2 separate regions of the Drosophila melanogaster genome follow, and region 1 is linked to region 2. Evidence: chromatin contacts called from public Hi-C data. All regions are on one chromosome and are shown on one strand. The core of a region is the stretch at or near the end of the contact, and the rest is flanking DNA. Distances in the headings are between cores, read along the strand shown. Region 1 has its middle 15 kb from the start of Ets98B. Region 2 overlaps Tusp (tusp,).

What was found. A called contact is a pair of places that touch in the nucleus more often than the background predicts.
Region 1: a Hi-C map of the Kc167 cell line shows a contact between it and region 2, with 2.2 times the contacts expected there. The contact joins two enhancer-like sites. A contact is called at or near these places in 4 of 107 Hi-C or Micro-C datasets (the Kc167 cell line, the S2 cell line and wing imaginal disc).

Annotation. Positions count from the first base shown.
Region 1 is chr3R:27,749,623-27,752,610 of dm6, forward strand. No RefSeq gene overlaps it. Among named protein-coding and RNA genes, the nearest start is that of Ets98B, 15 kb to the left of the region's middle. Within about 2 kb of position 1,284, at least 3 of the 39 cell types and tissues checked have an H3K27ac peak or open chromatin away from gene starts, as enhancers often do. A contact at or near this core is called in the Kc167 cell line, where this site is marked.
Region 2 is chr3R:27,617,223-27,620,499 of dm6, forward strand. All of the region lies in intron 2 of Tusp (tusp,), which reads left to right. Among named protein-coding and RNA genes, the nearest start is that of CG5612, 7.2 kb to the right of the region's middle. Within about 2 kb of position 1,384, at least 15 of the 39 cell types and tissues checked have an H3K27ac peak or open chromatin away from gene starts, as enhancers often do. A contact at or near this core is called in the Kc167 cell line, where this site is marked.

The DNA.
Region 1 (2,988 bases), core at 34-2,533, 130 kb after region 2:
AAATGGAGACATTTTGCGCGCATTGTTGAGCTCGGGGCTCGAGTTTTCCGACGGCACCTTTAATTAGCATAATTGGTGACATTGAAGCGGGACGCGGGCGGTGCCATCAAAGCATTATGAATGTGCTCAAAAGCCAAGCCGCAGTGGCATAAAAATATTCGCTGCTAATTAAATGTCGGGCCTAATCAATTATGAACTCAACCCCCATTCCGCTGGCCAGCGAGTGGGAAAAACTGCGAGGCAGATGAGCAGTCGAAACGGAAAAGGAAATGCCCAAGTTAAGGTTTAAATTTTACATTAGACTAATTCAGGACGTAAATTGCCGGGTGTCTGGGCTGCATACCAAAGTCCAAGGATCCTCATGCTCAGCAGCCCCGCACTCGGGTAAGTGAAAATTCAATTTAAATTGATGTCGACTGGCTTGGGAAGGAGTGTATCTGCCATTTAAGTTAAGTACCTTGGCCACATACTCACCCACCCACCAGCTCACCAACTCACGGGCTGACCAGCTCTCAGCTCACCATCTCGCATGTGGCGAAGGTAAAATGGCTAACAAGTGGCCGGGCATTTGGGTCCTGTGGCCACAGGACTGCCCATGACTGCGAAATCAGCGTCGGCAGCCGCCATTCGCCAGCCGCCAAAACAGCAACATTTTTAAAAATTCATAAAAAGGCCATAGTCAGAGGCAGACACCGAGCTGAGCCAGCTTTGGTGTTCGTTTGGTTGCGGTTGTGTTGTTGGCCTGGTACCTTCATTTTTCAAGTGTGTTTCAATTTTGCACTTGCCACCCCAAGGAAGCCCACCTTCGTGGCAACCGCCTGTCGGTGGTAATGAAATTACAATTTTTATAGGCCGGGCCATGAAAAATAAATGAGACTTAAGCACATTGCCAGGCACTGACTAAACTGCTTGCCCAGGCTGGCCACGATGGAAGCTCGATACATATTCGTGGGCCATTCAACAAGTCCGCATCCGCATCCGCATCTGAATCCGCTTGTGCCCTTCGCACGGCCTACGCACGGACATAAATATCCTGGCTCGAATGGTCAGCGGCAATCCCAGTTCGGATCAAACGAAAACTAAAGTCGGAACCTTTTTCTGGGGCGGAGGTATCTCTGCATCCCGGTGAGTGGACCGTGCCCAGACTGGGTTGAATTTCAATTAACTTAAAAAAGTTTTCAGCTTGCCAGGGAAAATCGTTTTCGCTGGGTCCTGGCGGTCCTGGTCCCTTTTAACAATTTCCCTGCTCTCCACTCAAGCGAAATTTATGCTGCAAGCAAATCGTTGCCTACTTTGAAGCGCAAGCCAATCGAGAGCTACGTCGGCCGCATTTAGTTTAGTTAAGTGCATTTGATTTGGCATCCAATTGCCCTGGGGTCGGATTAGCAGCATGGAATTGCAATTTATTGAATTATCCCGGAGAGCAAGAAGGTGGGCGAGCGAAATGCCAGGGACAATAATCGCATTATGCGGCCAGAGCAGTTCATTACGCACACACTGGCATATTTGGACACTGGTCAAGTGGTGCCGATGACCCCGATTCGCCATCGCATTTTGGGCACAACGAATTCCTTTCGTGGTCCCAGACACGTCGCAATGTTGGGCGTTTTTAATTAGTTGTGTCGCCTGACTGTTCCGATTCGAACTCACCCGGCATTTAATTTAATCACGCGCTATGTGCTATGTGCTATATTCCATATATGTTATATGCTGTATGCTGTACCCCGTATACTGTATGCGTCAAATATTTGAGCAGTGGAAATTGCGTATGCGCCATGTGGGCCGCCAAAGGACTGAGAGGCTGGGAAATCATTGTCTGACGACCTCGGCTCCTGCGGGATCCTGGCTGGCTGGCTGGCAAATGTGTTGACGCATTTTACAATACACACTGGGACCAACATGGTGTGTGCGTAATTATGAATTCCATAATCATTTCGTTAATATGCGCAGCACGCAGGATAAATTGCAGGCAAGGCAAGTAACTGGCGAAGGCCTCCGGAGTCGCAGGCGCGCTTATCCTGCGGGGAATTAAAAATAATTTGGGTCGTTTTGGTGTTATGTATCCCATTTCACCAGGCCTTACCCCATTCGCAATACCCATTCCGAGGACCTTGCTCCTCGAGCATCTGCCGTTTGTTGTTTGCCATTTGGCGTTTTGGCATGGCAGGTGTTGTTCGCCTGCCTTACAGTACTCCCCGGTGTGCGTGTGTTGATTATGGCTTAATTTTTAGTAATTATATTAACATGATTAAATTTGTTTTGATTTCGCTGCCTCTGCGGGGTGATAAAAATTAAGCAAACTGCCCTACCGCGGGGCGATCAAATAGAATTAACCGATATTGGAAATTCAGTTGAAGCCTAATTAGAGCGAGTAATCCAATATTAGCCTGCGAACACAGCGGTCGGCATTAGTAGAGCAATATTTGGCTTCCGACGGGCATTTCCCAATACCAACATACAATGCAAATCCACAGCAGAATCACCCGGGGAAATTATTTTAATAAACCAAAGGCGCCCCTGCCCCTGAATCGTGGAATATGTGTTCTATGCTCCGATGTTGCGGGGAATGGGCGTTCGTGCTTTGTTATTAATTAAAAACGCACATGTGAAACTCATTAAGTGCGCACAATTCGCAAATTCATTTTTATTTTCATTGACTCGCCCATACCTGCGATTATGCCAAGTAGCTAACGGTGTGTTGCCGCCCATTAAGGAACAGCCAGCGGCCAATAGACGATGACAGGGGTTTTTTTTCGCGGTGGGGTTTTGGGGGGCACTTGCAGCTCTCCAATGGCCGTTGAATTAAAAATAAATCTGAAATTATGCAATTAAATGCGCACGTTCCGCAACTAAATCGCTGAACACAAAGAAACACAAACGGTTGGCAATAAAAACGTCGCATAGAACAAAATGTTGTTTAAAGTTATTATGCAACAGAAAATGCGTCATCAGAATATTTAAATTTTATAGTTAAGAAGCAGAAGCATA
Region 2 (3,277 bases), core at 134-2,633:
CAGTTACTCTAAGGGTTGAACAACTGTCGCGGGATTTTCGCATAAATTGACGCAGCAAATTGACATGCCAGCGGACAAGGAGCAAAAACTGAAAGCATAAAATGAAATTTAATAGCCTGGCCCACATGACACACATGTCGCCCTTTTCATGGGAAATCCCTGGGTTCAACATCGTAATTGCCTCTCTGGTGGATTGGGCTGTATGCTAAATCCATAACAAATGAAATCTAATGATAACTAAATGATGGAACGATAGAAGTGGAAATTTTGGGGAGAACGCTTTTCTTAAGAACTTGAATAGGTTTTCAAGCGACTGACATTCTAAATTGAACTCTTATTTAACTGTTTCGACTGGCCAATGTTATATATCAAGCCTAAAAAAGTAATGAATCTTTTATAGAGTTTAAGCCACATGCCCAAAAAAAATTCAGTGCGACCCAAGAGCCATTAAAAGTTTCAGCTGAATGTGGTAATATATGTATATTTTGCATATTTATGGCAAGCCCAGGAGTTTGGCGCATTTTTATGAACTCACCCGGTCTTGCTAAACTTTTAATAATGCAAAAAGAATAACAATTTCCACTCGAGCTGGATTTGAAGGCGCTCAGCGATGCTGAAGACGAAGCTCTGAAGATGATGGCTTTTAGCTGGAATGGTTCACTTAGCGTAATTAACTTGGCAACTGCTGATGAAGTCGACGAACGTTGGAATTAGTGGCAGTATCATCATTAGCAATTGCTCGAGGGTTTAACATCATTAATATTTGCCAGTGCCACTGACACTGGGCAAATCCTGTAAGCCAGGATCCCCCTACCGCTACCATGTGTTTCTGCTGACTTTTAATTACGCGCAGTAAAAAATAATTGAGTCCTTTTCAATCCCGGCGACAGTTGAGGGATCCCTGCGAGTCAGCTGAAAGCTGGTCACTGACCACAAAACCACTTGAATGGCCTTTGCAATGGACAGCCACTGGCTAATTATGTGCAGCAGACCATTATGCTCTCAGTCGCGCATTTTGTGCTGGCGCTGCGTGCTCTAAGTTAATTTCCACCGGATCAGGATAATGGCCCGCTTTTGCCACCTTTCCGCTTTTCCGCTCGAACTGTGTGCCCATGGAAAAGGGGTTTTGTGTGGCGCACAGCTGAAGAAGGTGGTTTAACACATGTACGCTACTAGAGATTCGTTTGTATAATACGTTGGTACAATTTAATTCATAGCTGGGTTTTCATTGTGTTAGCAGTACTTACCACTTTTCTATACAGATTTATAGCACAATAGAAGGGTTAAGTATACGGAAAATGAGTACCTCTACTACAACCAACTACACTTTTTCCCAGCCATCAGAAAGCTCCGGCATTTGCATTTTGCTCTTTAAAGCCTAACTTTTTGCCACCCCGAAAGTATGCAACGCAATGTGGGAAACTCATTTGCACACACACACACACAGAGAGAGAGATTTTCATCAGGGAACGGCGTGCTCACGCGTAATAAATGTATTACGTGCCTGCTTGTGGTAGTGACAAACCCCACCACCCCCATCCCATGCCATACCCCACCTTTCTAGGCTTATTTAAACAGGAACAGAAACCCCCGAAAAAAAACATCGCTATGCCCGGGAAAACATCCGCAGGCCTCTCTGTTTTGTTACGCTTGTTGAACAGGTGCCGATTACAAGTGCCAATTTTCGTAGCTGGGCGCGAGTTAATTGAAAACTTTTTAATTGTTTAGGCAGCGGCAACATCTCGAAACAGACTTGGCTTAGTTTCGCGTGCTGGCCCTGATTTACGACCAGGCTTCTGCCGGCGACAGTTTCAATTAGACAGCACTGTGGCCAAGGACGCAGTGGCTCGACGTGGGGGTTGGCGACGGGGCTTTCCCGATTGGCGCCGCTTTTCCTTTGAGTCGTGCTATTCCAAACCATCGACCCTCGGTCACAACCACATCCACATCCCACATCCTTTGCTGAAGGCGCGTCTGCACTTTCGATTGTTTGTTCTTGGCTCTGAAAACTGTAATTTAATGTGCCCACAATGCCTCCACACATGTCTTGAGCGATGACCCTGGGTACACACAGAAAATTGGGCACTTAAATCATACAAGAACGTTGAAAAAATGTTGGGAAATATGTAAAGCAACCAAATGGGCTATAGGACCTGACACGCAATTTTAGAACTTTTAGGAAAGCTGCGCAAAAGTATGCTACAACTTATGTAATCACGATTTTTGACACTATAGTACTCTTCAGAATGTCTATTAAAACCAAAATCGCTTGGCTTTGTTCTTTTAATTTACAATTTCTATGCTATATCGTTTTTCCAAGTGTCCAACTGCTCCATCATCCCCACTTGGCTCTTCACACTTGGCTGACGTTGTGGCTTTCAGTTGTGTCATTGATTGGTTTGTCTAGCATTTCGTTGTTTGTTTGTTTGTTTGTTTGCTCTGCCTTCGATCGAGTCCTTCGCCAGGAGCTGCGGTTTTTGTGTTTTGTGTTCGTGTTTTGCGTCCCTGCCACTTGCCCACACTGGTCGGCCACAAAAGACAGGCTCACAGCAATATTCACGTTTGGAGGAGCACTCGCAGCCACTCTCACCATGTCCAATTGTTGCATACGGATTCAATCAATCAATTATGCAACTGCCCGTCCATTGTTATTGCATAATTCTAGAGTGAGGCCAGTGACGTTGGCCAGAAAGGCAGAAACTAAAGTTGATTGTGGTCCCCAGGCTCGGAATTCGTTTGGAAGGCCTCTCGAATTTGCGGAGATTTTCGATTCTCAATTTTGCCGTAGGTACACTTTTCAAAACGAGAAAAATTCATTATATTCGATTGATTGCAATGCCTTGGGATAAGGACAATTCAGTATATAGGCATAAAGTTGAGATTTAACAATAAATATTTCACTTTGGACAGTGTTGTTCTTATGCGCTTTAATTTATTCCTTTTATTGTGTACACTGGGTGCATTTATGTTATATGAGAATGGATCCTGCATATGAACATGTCAGCGACTCTCATGCTCCATTTGTCAACTCACAGAGGCAGCATTTGGCTGTTTTTCACAGAGAAAACTCATTTGGCTCTGTCTCGTCTGTGTGTTTCGCTCATTTTCCATCTGTTTTGCAATCCCTCCCCAAAACAACCCATTTTCCCGCCCATCCCCCGTTTATTTTTCCTGCGAAATGTAACAAAAGATGAGATGCACTTGAGCATGCTAAAATGCGTTATTAAGTGCATAAATATGCAATGCTCAACCTTTTGCACTCGGCACCACCACCTGC